2 separate regions of the Sus scrofa genome follow, and region 1 is linked to region 2. The links are chromatin contacts, called in public Hi-C maps. All regions are on one chromosome and are shown on one strand. Each heading gives the region's core, a stretch centred on a gene start, on an enhancer-like site or on the middle of the called end of the contact. The rest is flanking DNA. Distances are from core to core; before and after follow the strand shown.

Region 1 (7,065 bases), core at 2,822-5,321, 240 kb after region 2:
GTGTATAGAGAGCAGGAAAAATAGCCTTTGTTCCATCAACCTGGGAAAGTATCCTGGTCCTGCCCTAGGATTTGGGGAGAAGGCTGGAAAAGGACAGAGTGAATTCAGATTGGCCACCCCACTCAACAGTTTGGATTGCCCTCTGTAGATGAGAAAGTTGACGTAGTTCCTGTAATTTTTTTTTCCAGCTTTACTAGTTGGTCAAGGAAGCATATTTCTGTTTAAAATCAACGTGACCATGACTGTGAATTCTTAATTGAGTACTTACCAAATGTCAGGCACTAAGTCCTTTATATCCATTATCTCATTTTCTTCAAACTGCCTTTTAAGAGACAGACACTGCTGTGATTCTCATTTGGCAGGTGAGAAAATTCGGGCTCGGAAAGGTTAAGAAGCACAGGGATACAGGGTGGTAGCATCCTAATTTGAGTCTGACTGTGGGGTACACGGTCTGCCTGGGGTGGGGGTTCTTGTGGTGGTTAGGATCTGCACTGTTTATATCCAGCATGTCACGTGGTTCTTTTTATATGTGACAAGGTGGTACAGGGCAAAGGGAACAAACAAACAGCAGAAATGAGTCCTATCAAACTGAAAGCTGATCTCAAAGTAGCACAGGAAGTCGGTATTAGCATTTCTGGGTAAAGGGTGGGAGGGAGGAGCTTTTTCAGCCTCACAGTTCACTTCTTGATGACCCTGCAGTAGTTGAGGAATGACCTCTAATTGGCAGAGAAGCTCTACGTGGAGTTATTTGCTATAATTTTAGATGATTTTTGAAAAATTCTCAAAGAGCCTTGAATCTTTAAGACTATTCCTGAACAAACAGGACTTTCAGAGGTTCTCCAGATTGATGGTTGCTGGAATGATGGCAGCAAACAGACTTCCTCCATTGTCTGAGCAGATTCAGGTCTGTTTCGAATAGGGTTTAGCTAAACCAGATTATGGATGTGATGAATGAGGGAGTAATTTTGGATCCCGAGGCAGATCTTGTAGCATCTCAAGAAATAACAGGGAGTTCCTGTTGTGGCTCACCCAGTAAGAATGTGGCTAATACCCTTGAGGATTCGAGTTCAATCCCGTTGAGAGCTGTGGTGTAGGTCGCAGATGTGGCTCGGATTGGATCTGGTGTTGCTGTGCCTGTGGTGTAGGCCAGCAGCTGCAGCTCTGATTCAACCCCTAGCCTGAGAACTTCCATATGTTGCAGGTGAGGCTGTAAAAAGAAACAAAAACACCCCAGAATCTTCAAAGAGCATACATGTTTGAGGCATGCTTGATTATTTTAGTATTTTATACAGTTATTAGCCTCTTTCACTATTAAGAATTTGACTAGAATCTGAGTTCCCTCATGGCTCAGCAGAAACAAATCTGACTAGCATCCATGAGGACAAAGGTTCGATTCCTGGCCTTGCTCATTGGATTAAGGATCAGGCATTGCCGTGAGCTGTGGTATAGGTCGAAGACGTAGCTTGGATCATGTGTTGCTGTGGCTGTGGTGTAGTCCAGCAGCTACAGCTCCAATTTAGCCTCTAGCCTAGGAACCTCCACATGTCTCGGGTGCAACCTTAAAAAGACTGAAGAAAAAAAAAAGAATTTGACTGGAAGCGAAGTTTGGGAGGATTTACACCAGAACTGTTCCCTTTTTCCCTGTCAGAAACAAGGATTTCCCATCTCAGATTCACACATAGGTGGACGCCTGCTTCATAACCCATTGGCTATTCCAACCCCCAAATAATGTACACTGATTTAAGTTTGATTTCCATGCTTTTCTTATGAATTTTCTAGAGGAAATTCTAAGTTCTGGTTTGCTGATAGGGCCAGTGGTTTTCATTTAAAAACAGGTACCAAAATAAGAACCTCGATACTAAGGATTTCTGTCCTGTCACAGGTTTCTCAAAAGTAGTTGCCATCTGACCAGGGGGAGAGCTACTAACTCATATTTTACAAAATATGGATTGTAACTCACTTTCATTCTACACAAGAATATTAGCTCATATTCATTACGTGTCTAGAAGCTGAAAGTTTCTAAAAGACCAGGGAGAATTAATGCAGCATCTCCTGACTTACAGTTTAGGAGGAATTTGTTTGTAGAACATATACAACAACCCTGAGCGTGTGTGGGTGTTTGCAGTTGGGGTGCATCGTGGTGGTTATTCAGTCTGCAAGGAAAAGGGTTTGGATGTGGTTTGATAGGTCTGGACAAATCCAGCAGCTTGCACTGAAGAACTTGTAATTGGGGTGCCTTGTCCTGGAAGAAAGGTGCTCACTTGGAAGGAGGGCAAGAATTGACCAGCTCCCCGAGGGCAGCCCAGCCTCAGGAAGCCTTCCCCAGGTTCTGTGGCTTCTGTATGTTTCTTTACTGCCTTGTTCTTCCAAGTATCCTGAAGAAAAGGGAATCAGGCATGATGCATTGTCAAGGCACTAACAGTTCGGTCACAGCCTTTCTTAACCTCTGTTACATTTTTCTCTCCCTCTTGGGGGGACAGAAGAGGGTCTTGTGTGGCCTGGCAGTTAGATCTGCCCGGGCCGTTACAGCTCTCCCAACAGGAAAGCTCGTGGATTTCTCATAGCCTTCGTATTGATTCTCTGCCACCGAGATGCTTCCTGATTTCTACTCATGATCCCTTTCAGCTCTGTCACATCTTTTTCCAAAGGCTGATTACTGTTAGAAAGAGGAGACGAAATTCTAATCTGTCACATATTGGCCAGTGTAGTTTCTAACTGCCTGTCTGGCCAGGGTGCAGGAGAGGTGGCATTTTGAAATCATCACTGTATTTTGGGTTACTGGATCTGTAGCCAAAGTTTTAGTACAAGCAGATTTGCACTCAAGGGACCTGGCATTGAAAAATCGACAAGTCCCTTCTTTGTTCTGATTTCGGTTGTTCGTTTGCTATTAAGATGCTTATGTGGGGGGAAAAAAAATCCAGGTACCAGCGGATCCACAGCCAAGCTGCAAAAAGTAGAAAGTCCATTTTGTTCCGACCTGAGCATGGCAGTTGTATTGTTCAGAAACAGCCTGTGCCTTGTTCCCCTCCTGCACAGAAATGCAGCGCTGGTCTCCCGTGGCTTTTAATGAATATGAGTGGGGCTTTCCAATGTCCAGGAATTTGATCTCTACGCTGACCAAGGGGTCAGGAACAAAGAGCACACTTTTTCATGTGAGAGTAGACCCAGGTGTAATTTGTCAGATTGAGTAACTGTAGAGGAAGTGCCTTAACTTCTGCAGCAGGAAAATTAGATCGGGCCTAGGCAGTGTAATTCTAAAACGGCTGAAATAGCAAGAGAAAGCCTCGGGATTTCCCCCCCCCACCCCGTCTCTTTTCCCCTCACTTTGGATCATAAACATGTTGCGTTTGTCCATTCATTTAGATGTAATTTTCTCGGCATTTTTCAGAGTGGGAGTTCAGTGTGGATTCTACTCGCGGCAACACTTCTAATTGTGTTTGTACACACACAGCTACAAGGTTGCTCACGTTTCCTTGTTCTGACCAGCGCAGTGGTACTTTACGTTTACCCTGTCAGAAAAGCTTCAGATGTTTTTATTTCCAATGATAAGTTTTGTAATGCATCATGTATTTTGCTGACAGTCTTCAAGTTCGTGAAATAGCGAACAAATTAACAGCAGATATTGAGTAAGAGGATTAGAAAACCAATTGGCAACTCATGCGATAGAATTCAGATATGGGGATGGGTGGAATGGGCTCATTTATTTTATTTTCACAGTCATACATACTTTGTAATTAAATTGGGCCAAAAAAAAAAAAAGAAGAAAAGAAAGAAACATCTCCATGTTCAGCTGAAAAGTCCTTTCATGCTCAAGAACAGAACTATACGAACAATATTGGTTCTATCCCATGATCTCAGGGATGCCAGGTTTTATTTAGGACAGTTCAGATAGGTATTGGCACAGAAAAAGGTCTGTGTGTGTGTTGAACAAATATGCACTCTGCTTCGACATGATTCTGTTTAAAGGCCCAGGCTAACATTTCATTTTTCTTGGCGCAGGGCCCGTGGACTCTCCCATTATGAAACCTATGGCAGGTCTGCTCTGCTCTAGAGTTACAGGCTCTGTTTACATTTTTGCCTGCTTCAGAATGCAGCTGACTGCTCTTAAAGCTGCACAGGATCAGATTCACTTCTGGTTTAACAACCGCCCTGTTTATTTGGAAAAGGAGAAAGCAAAACCAGTCCCTTTGCTTCCTACCTCCCATTGATAGCTGTATCATGGTGAAATGCCATGGTGAAAGCCGGTTTATGCAGAGCGTGGGACGTTGGTCCCAACTTGTACCTTTTTGCCCATTCCATTCAAACTTTTAAAGCCTGTCACGTGCCTTTATCTGATATGTTGGTGGTGGTTGGAGAGGCGAATTTGGAGGTGGGTGTAGATGTGTTCCTGGGCCCTCAGTGATGCTTCATATCAACCACTGGCATAATGTAAATTTTTGCCTGAACATTCTGAGATACAAACTCAATTAGCCAGCAAAAATAATAAACCTCGATTCGGATGATGTGTTTCACTTAAAGAACTGTCACGTGTGTTGTCTCATTTGGGCTTCACAACAATTCCACATAATTAAAATTTAAAAACAATCCTGAACAATTAAAATGCAAAGGGTATCTATTAATAATAATAATGAGTAACAGCCATCATTTATAAGTGCTTATATGTCATGACACTACTGCCCGGGGTTGCCTCCTTTTGACAAAGGAGATCAAGATAGAGTTTTCAGCAGAGAAGGTGACTTGCCCAACATTAATTTGGGGCAAAATAGGACTAGAATGCATCCTTCCTTTGCTGAGCTCTTGAGGCTGAGTGAGGATATCCTAGTAACCACAGATATCATTCTACTCCTTGACCTGAGGCAACTCAGGAAGTGGCCACTTAGAAGCCCTGGCTGTTCCCATCTTGCTGCAGAAAGGACACACAGAAATCCAGGCGCGTCCTCTTAGGAGCCCTCAGGATTCAATGGGAAGGTGCTTGCAGGGGGACAGCGGGAAGGTTGGGGGGACAGAACCAAAGAATGATCCTGTATCTTCTGCATGATATGCTCCAGAGCCTAGACTTTAAAACATGAAAATCTCCATCTCAACGTGTCGTAAGACATGGATCAGCTCCTCTGGTCCTTCTGTGCTGTGGAGACAACTTTGTTTCCTTTGCACATACATTAGAGGGGCAAACACCGGCACATGGGCCCTTTTCTGTGTGAAGCATCAAGGAGCGGCTGAGAGAGACGGCAGCTCTGGGCACATGCATGAAGAAAGAAGTGCTGCCGGTGCATCCCTGCTGAAGTCAGGCCTGGCGTGGACCCACACACCATGCTCCAGGCAAGCCCCGGCCTTCCACGTTGAGACCCAGCCGGCTGGCTGCTGGGTGTTCTTTCCTTTTCTCCTATTATATGGCAGCCTCCTTTTAAACCCAGAGCTGCTGCTGGGGAGTGGAAGGAGATGGTGTGGTGGCTGTAAGCTCCACACAGGCGGGGACCCTGTTGTCTTTGTTGTCCATGCATGCCCTAGGCTAGCCCAGTGCATTTCTGCTGAATCAATGAGTGAATGAATGAGGGTCAGGGAGTTTGGGCTGCTGGACGGAAAGACACCCAGTTGCCAAAGAAAAGAAAATATTTCCACGATCTGAATTCCCAGGTGAAGCATAACAATAAATCTGCAAGCATGGCTAGAGATGAGTAAACAAAGTAGAACCAAACGAAGCTCTAGCCTGTGTCCGCGGGCTCTTCATGAACACCTCTAGATCCTTCCTTCCTGAACATTCAGAAATGTAGCACCTCTCCAGGTGAGCACGACCTCAAAAGGTGAGGAAGGGCACCAGTGGGACGGAGCTAACCTGAAGGCAGTGAGGTTTCAAAGAAAAGCTCCAACATAGGCTCTTCATTGTCATTTCTTATCTCAGATGCCTTATTCCCATGCTTGAGTCACTGTAGAAGTTCCTATAAGCTTTGGAGATGATCTCTTCAAGCTATAGTAGAAGCAGTCAGTGTCAAGTGTGAGTCTGGTTGGAAGCTAGACCAGGTGGGCCCTCAGAATGTCCTTTGGACATTAGAAACCATTATTAAACAGGTAGTATTCTCTTTTCTCAGTGGCTGAATCCTCAGTGGTTGAATTCTTAGAGTTGAATCAAAGTCATACAGGTTCTGTGCCATTTATTGTCAAGCTATTTGACAAACGTGGATTTCTTATTTAATCCTTTGAATCGTGAGTGTACCGTGAACTTCTCCAGATAGTACCAGGTGGTGAGCCCCTGTTTGTCTGGTTCCAGGCCCTGCTACTGCTCTGCCTTCCTCCATACTTTCCCCCTGTGGCTCAGGTGTGCTCACCCATAAGGCGAGGTGACTGCACAGGTTCCTTTTATCCTCCTGTGATGAAGGTGAATGGGCTTCGGAGCACACAGCTAGGAGATGGCTGCTTCCATCCAGCGCTCCCTTTTTGCCAGACACTGCATTGGCATAGCTCCGACTCACCCCTTCTCAGGAGTCTGCCTGCTGCCAGGGTGGTTTCACTACAGAGTCGTGGTCATCAAAGCTATGCTGTGTTGTGTTCAACAGAGGAGAGGCCCTCTGCCCTTCTAGGCTGCTCGGTAAGAAGGCCATCAGGGGATGTCACTCAGCCTTGTAAAGACCCACCGTGGGAGGCTTGTTGGAGGACAACCTAAAATGTGCTCAGAGGTGTCCCTCTGACAGTGAAGGGTCTGCTGAAACCAAGCCGAGCTCTTCTTGCTGATTCCCTTTGCCCTTAAACCAGTTTCTCGGGTCAACAGACTTCCTGCAAGACCTCCCCAGCAGGCAGACACACCCTGAAAGGTCTGATCCACAGGCTGGACATTTGGTTAAACAGCTGCAGCCCTGTTCTGCTTACTGATGGGGAAGCAATATGTGTATAGAGGCTGTAGTCTTTAGCCTTTAGAAACAGCTGTCCCCAGCGAGCTTGCCTCTCCGTTTTGTCATGTAAAACTCACTTACCTTGTTAAGCAAGTTATTTCATCTCTCTGAGCAGCAGTTTCATCTGGGACATGGGTGTGCAAATGACAACCACCACTCTTTATTGGGCATTACCCACATA
Region 2 (6,792 bases), core at 94-2,593:
CTTTCTAATCCCTTTGGTAATCTTGGAGTTTAAAATCATCTACATGTATGGCTTGGTTTTAAAATTTAAAATTTAAAACTTAAGGAGTTCCTGTTGTGGCTCAGCTGGTGAGGAACCCGACTAGAATCCATGAGGATGCAAGTTTGAGCCCTGACCTCGCTCAGTGGGTTAAGGACCCCGGGTTGCCACAAGCTGTGGTGTAGGTCAAAGTCGTGGCTCCAGTCCCACGTCGCTGTGGCTGTGATGCAGGCCAGCAGCTGCAGCTCCGATGGGACCCCTAGCCTGGGAACTGCCTCTTGCTGCAGGTAAGACCCTTCGAAGCAAAAAATAAAAATAAAATACATAAAATTTAAAACTTAAATACAACTCTATTCTAGTTGAGAAGAAAGAAGGTAACTGTGTATGCCAGAGAAATATGCATTAGGAGGAGGAAGGGCAGGTGGTGAAGGGGGCCGAGGAGAAAAAGACAGTGATGGAGCATTATTTTTGCAGAGCGTCCACAGAGAGAGGAGAGACCACCACACTTAAAGTGTCTTCTCTCTGCCCTCCACCCGCCTTCCTTCCTTTCCCTTTTTCTTTCCTTCCTTCCCTGTCCTTAAGCTTCACGTTACTTCTTTTCTAGCCATTGGTTGTTTTCAACTTCATTTAGTGGGGTTATGAGTTTTCCCTGTCCATTCACTTTTTTGCCACTTCAGCCAGCTTTCTAACAACACGTTCCAATGTCCTTTCAGCAGGTAGAAATCTTGGCATCGTTTATTTGACTTGGGCTAGGTTTGCCAGATAAAATCCAGGATGCCCAGTTAAGTTTGAATTTTTGATAAAGAATAATTATTGAGCATAACACACTGGCCTAAATATTCCATGAGATGTATTTATACTAAAAAATATTTATTTACCTGAAGCTCAGATTTACCTGGGTAGACAGCGTTTTTATTTGCTAAATCTGGCAGCCCTAATTTAGACATCCCCCGCCCCAAATTACAGGGGGTGTGTGGGGAAAGTGTTGGAGACTGGGATTAAGATGAGTTGGGCTTGTTATTAACAGCCCTGGATTTCAGTTTGCACATTTGCAAAATGAGGGGGGAGATCCAGAAAGACTCTCTACTCATCTCCAGCTGTAGGATTCATAAATTAAATTCATCTTGTTTGAGAATGTCCTTGACATAACCAAAGGCATGTCACAAGCCACCGTCGGGAGCCGTTGATCTTATCTCATGCTGCCTCTTTCAAGAGAGCAGTGGTGGAGAAAGTGGGCCTGTTTCCACCCTGTCTGTCTGGGGCCAGACCCTCTGAGGTAACGGAGAGATTCCGGAGAGGCTAAGAGTGCAGGTCACATTTTATGGCTATTTTGGAATTTGGCAGCAAGAGACACTGCACTAGACTTAGAAGGTCAAGAGTATTTCTCACAGTGTCTGTGTGAGAAGGAAAGACAAATCGAGTGTTACATGGCAGCTTCAGCCACGGGAATGCCTGATACGTCATGTTTACTTCCAGAAACATGCATCCAGCTTCCACAACCCGACACAGGGGATTCACTTCGTGTGACTGGCTTTGGAAATTTTATTTTATTTTATTTGTTTTGTTTTGTTTTATTTTATTGGCTTTTCTAGGGCCACACCCGTGGCGTATGGAGGTTCCCAGGCTAGGGGTCGAATCGGAGCTGTAGCTGCCAAGCCTATGCCAGAGCCACAGCAACGCAGGATCCCAGCTGCATCTGCAACCTACACCACAGCTCACAGCAACACTGGATCCTTAACCCACTTTGCGAGGCCAGAGATCAAACCCCCAACCTCATGGTTCTTTGTCGGATTCATTAACCACTGAGCCAAGATGGGAACTCCAAGGAAATTTTATATTTTAATAGGTTGAGTCATCTCCAGGCGTGAGCTGCACACCCCCATTTCCATGGATAGCTGGGGGTCAGCCTAATGCAATGGGAGGTTCACACACTTTGAAATCAGTCAGCCTGCAGTGCAAATCTGAGCTCCACCCCTGCCTATGGTTGTGACCTTCAGCAAGTCACTTCATTGTCACGTCTGAAACATGGCATGGCTCAAATGTAGTGAGTGCTTTGCATGTTCTCGTGCTCACTGCAGTAAACCTTCCCAGTGTCTCTAAAAGGTAGATGATATTATCAGTGATAATGACCTTATAATTTTATCATATAATTTTATATATTTTCAATTGTAAATGAGGAAGTAAAATTCAGAGGGGTATAAAAGTCTAGCCAAGGTCACATGGGCTATCTTGGTGAAGCTAAGACTTGAAATCAAGTCTATCCATCCAAAACTCATCTCACACACCTATAAATTTTCTCTTTCCCACTGGGCTCATCTATTCTTAAACAAGTATCTTTCTTAGGATTCTAGGGAGAACTAAAGGCTGTCATATAAATAAAGCCATATTGGTTCTCATTAAATTGTTATTTTCATACATCATTTGCCAAGGAATAGTAATTACAGTCAATGTGAACCATAGGACTCAAGATAGGACTCGAGATAGGATTCTAGGAGTTCCCATTGTGGAGCAGTGGAAATGAATCTGCATTTTGTTTTTTCCCTACGCATTTTAAAAACATAATTGAGGAGTTCTTATCGTGGCTCAGTAGTTAACGAATCCGACTAGGAACCATGAGGTTGTGGGTTCGATCCCTGGCCTCCATCTGTGCGTTAAGGATCTGGCGTTGCAATGAGCTGTGGTGTAAGTCCCAGACGCGGCTTGGATCCTGCATTGCTGTGGCTGTGATGTAGGCCAGCAGCTGTAGCTCCAATTGGACTGCTCGCCTCAGAATCTCCATATGCCGTGAGTGTGGCCCTAAAAAGAAAAAAAGAAAAAAAAAAAAGATGGGATTCCATAAGGCTCAAGATATTGACTCCCCCCCCCCAAATCTAATGATCTGACCACTTAAAACCACTCAAAACTCGTGAAGAGAAATCTCCAGGCTTGAGAAGTCTGCCTGATATCTTAAAATGTCATTATTTTAGACAAGGGGTTGTCAAACCATGGATTAGGAGTCAAATTGCCCAGCCACCTTTTTTGTTAAATAAACTTTTATTGGAATACAGCCACATCCATTTGTCTGTCTATTCTCTGTGGTTGCTTCCATGCTACAACGACAGAATTGAGTAGTTATGACAGAGATCATATGTCTCACAAAGCTTAAAATACTTACTGCCTGGCCTTTACCGACAAAGTTACCCATCCCTGTTCTAAGACCGTACTGATTGACAACTGCAATAACTAGAAAGCTGGAGAAGAAATTGGGCTTCAGGAGTTCCCGTCGTGGCTCAGTGGTTAACGAATCTGACTAGGAACCATGAGGTTGTGGGTTCAATCCCTGGCCCCGCTTAGTGGGTTAAGGATCGGGCATTACCATGAGCTGTGGTGTAGATTGCAGATGCGGCTCGGATCCTGCATTACTGTGGCTGTGGTGTATGCTGCTGGCTACAGCTCTGACTAGACCCCTAGCCTGGGAGCCTTCATATGCCGTGAGAGTGGCCCTAGAAAAGGCAAAAAGACAAAAAAAAAAGAAAAAAAGCAATTGGGCTTCAGCATCAGTGGGGGTTAGGTGGGGTGGGGTTATAGAGTTAGTTCCCAGATCTGAGAATCCATATGTGAGGCAAGCACATGAACTGATCCAGTACATTTATTTATATGTGACTATTTTCCAATGCATATAAATGCCATATAATAGATAAAATAAAAATTTATTTATAAGTTTCTTTGGGTCATTGAACCAAAAATAATAAATATAACTTCTGCCCTGAAAGGGGCCCCAGAATTATTTTTTTTAAAGGGAGGCCTAATGATATAACAGTGAATTTTAGCTACTTTAAGAAGTAAATTTAACAAATTCTTGAAACCGCATTGAGCAGGTCCCCTTGTACCACTGCAGTGACTAAAGCTGTCAGTTATAAGTGATTCTTAAGTCATTTGCTTAAAAACAAAATAGATATAAGTTATTTAAAATCCACAGGAGATCAGCTTTTGCAGTTAAATGCTTTATTGGTGATATCCCCAAAGTTAATGAAATGGAGTTATTGTTCTAAATTCAGCCTTAAAATTTTTTTTGTTTTTATTGAATTATAGATTAATCACAATATTGTGTAAGTTTCAGGTGAATTCAGCCATCTTAATAATTTAGATTGACCATAACTTCTTAAGTAGAAATGAATAGGTTATACATCTTATAGAACATAGTATATTTTATTGTTGCTTTTGTTCACTTTGTTTACTTTCACATGAATTAAGAATCTTTTTGCTACAAGTGACAGAAAAACCCTCTCAGAATGGATTAAGGTAAACAGAGGGATTAATTGGTTCATGGAACTCAAAGGCCTACAGGTACAGCTGCCTGCAGGCGTGGCTTGATTCATGGCTCAAGCAAAGACAGGAGAATCAGATTCAGTGGCTTTGCTTCCTGTGGGTTGGTTCCCTTTCAGGCTTCGGGAATTTCAGTCCTGCCCCTCGGACCTTTAAGACAGCTGGCAGATCCAGGCTTCACATCCTTTCTCTGCCAATTAGATTGGTAGAGAAAGAAACGTTCCTTTCCCCAGAAACACCAGCTGACTTCTCACCAGAAACTGATCCAAGTGGGAAGGTAGGCTAGCTAGGTCAAGTCAATCCAGATGTATTTTTAAGACCCAGATCAACCCCAATTCAAACCACATTGGCTGAAGTTGAAGTACCCAAAGGAACCAGAGGTCCATCGCTGAAAGCAAGGGGGTATGAGGAGCATCGTGCAGGATAAGGTGAGAAATCCATGTCCTCTACAACTCTAAAGCAGATTGTGTCCCCCGCCCCCAACTGCTTTACATTTAGAATTACACAGAAGAAGTGGAGTTTTGTAGTCAAAAGTAGGCATTCTGGAATCAGACTCCTAGAGTTCAAATCCTAGCTCCCTGACTAGCAGGATGAGCTTCAGCAAGGTATTCAACTTCTCTGTGCTTAGTTTCCCCCTTCTGCGAAACAAAGCTAAAAATGCCTACTTGACAGAGTTGTCGTGAGAACTAGATGAACTAATATTTAGAAAGCATTTCGAACAGTGGCACAGAGTAAGCATTGCATATGTATTTTACTTTTCTTACATTTGGGTTGGCAATTGGAAGATAACGCAAATGTGGACCGTGTTGCAGACAGATTTGCTTTGAGGTTTCTGGTCTGGGTAACGGCAACAAGCTCATTTTCTGGTGCAACAAGTGAAGAGGAGGAATTGCTTCCCTCTCGCATTCATTCCCTTCTGTATGAATCAGGGTGGGCTGGGTTAAGCTGCAATAATAAGCAATCCGCAATGTCTTTGAACAACAAAGGATTATACTTTATGTCCACCTCAGGTCACCTGGGGGCTTACTTTGGGACACTGGATGACATGGCAGTCACAATTGGGAGCACTGTTGGTCTCTAGGCCAGAGGGAAAGATAAAGTGTAGAGCTTACAGATTCCTAGAGCTTCTTCCCTCAAGTTAATCGAATGGATTAACATTCCATTGGAAAAAGCAAGGGAGGCAGGAGACCATAAGCAGTTGGGACAAGGCAATCCTATCGTGTGCCAGAAGGAGATGGAATCTCTGTAGACAAGCCCCATGACCACCATGTTATTTGATGATGCTTGTAATTATAAGTGCCATGTCCTCAAGCGACTTACAAACTTCTTGAGGTGTTTAGTTCTTGTGGATTTTCCATAGCACTCAGTCCACTGAACAGTGGGACTTGGATCAATATTGTCTGACATTGAGCCACCATATTCTGAATCAATGACCCACTGGATTATGTTCTTATTTGGAAAAAGAAATGAGTACAGCAGAAATTATCACAGCATTGTAAATCAACTGTATTTCACCAAAACGTTAAAAAATGAAGAAGAAGAAGAAGAAAAGGGAATGAGAGAATGGCAATTCAGGTAATGCCAAACCATATTCAAAAACTTATGAGTTGGGTAATTTCTGTTTCTTTGTCTATAAAAGGAGAATAATAATACCAGCCTATAAAGTTTTTATACAGATTAATGAGATAATAGGTACAAAGCCCTTAGGTTAGTTTCTGGTATATAGTAAAATGCTTGACTACGATAATAAGTCGAGACGTTTGGAAGTATACCAGTTTAGACTATTTGTTGCTATTGGCCACGGAAACAAAGGTCATGGATGTTTCCACAGCCAAGCACCCATTGCCAGTGAGGGGGCCCTTGCGAATGAAAATGGAGAGATTTCATCTTTTCAGGTGTCTGGGTGGAAAGTGCATTTAGGCTAGAGGGACATTTTTTTTTTTTTTTTTGTCTTTTTGTCTTTTTCCAGGGCCGCACCCACGGCATGTGGAGGTTCCCAGGCTAGGGGTCGCATCGGAGCTGTAGCCAGAGCCTATGCCACAGCCACAGAAACGCAGGATCCCAGCTGCATCTGCGACCTACACCACAGCTCACAGCAACGCCGGATCCTTAACCCACCAAGCAAGGCCAGGGATTGAACCGGCAACCTCATGGTTCCTAGTCGGATTCGTTAACCACTGAGCCACGACGGGAACTCCTAGAGGGACAATTTTTGAGGAGGAGAGAGAGCCAACCACAGGCCACAGGAAGTAGACCAGGACCAGTCTCACGGGGGCGCGATCTGTGCAGTCAGAGAGGTCCCATGCTCAGTTTGTGAATGAGGAGTTCCATATTTTAATTTTACACTGGGCCCCCCACAGATTATGTTGCCAGACCTTGCCAATGCACATGGTCCATAGAGCCTCTAGTTTCTCTACTCTTCCTATGACTTTCCTGCTAGGAGGTAGTGGTCTAAACAACAGAGGTGGT

The links. Hi-C and Micro-C count contacts between places; a contact is called where the count stands out from the background.
Region 1: a Hi-C map of skeletal muscle shows a contact between it and region 2, with 5 times the contacts expected there. The contact joins two enhancer-like sites. A contact is called at or near these places in 1 of 47 Hi-C or Micro-C datasets (skeletal muscle) and 1 of 2 datasets of contacts at active chromatin or transcription factors (skeletal muscle).

The regions. Positions count from the first base shown.
Region 1 is chr2:30,139,015-30,146,079 of Sscrofa11.1, forward strand. The region is part of intron 4 of MPPED2 (metallophosphoesterase MPPED2); the gene reads left to right. Among named protein-coding and RNA genes, the nearest start is that of MPPED2, 100 kb to the left of the region's middle. Within about 2 kb of position 4,072, at least 10 of the 83 cell types and tissues checked have an H3K27ac peak or open chromatin away from gene starts, as enhancers often do. A contact at or near this core is called in skeletal muscle, where this site is marked.
Region 2 is chr2:29,903,813-29,910,604 of Sscrofa11.1, forward strand. No RefSeq gene overlaps it. Among named protein-coding and RNA genes, the nearest start is that of MPPED2, 130 kb to the right of the region's middle. Within about 2 kb of position 1,344, at least 3 of the 83 cell types and tissues checked have an H3K27ac peak or open chromatin away from gene starts, as enhancers often do. A contact at or near this core is called in skeletal muscle, where this site is marked.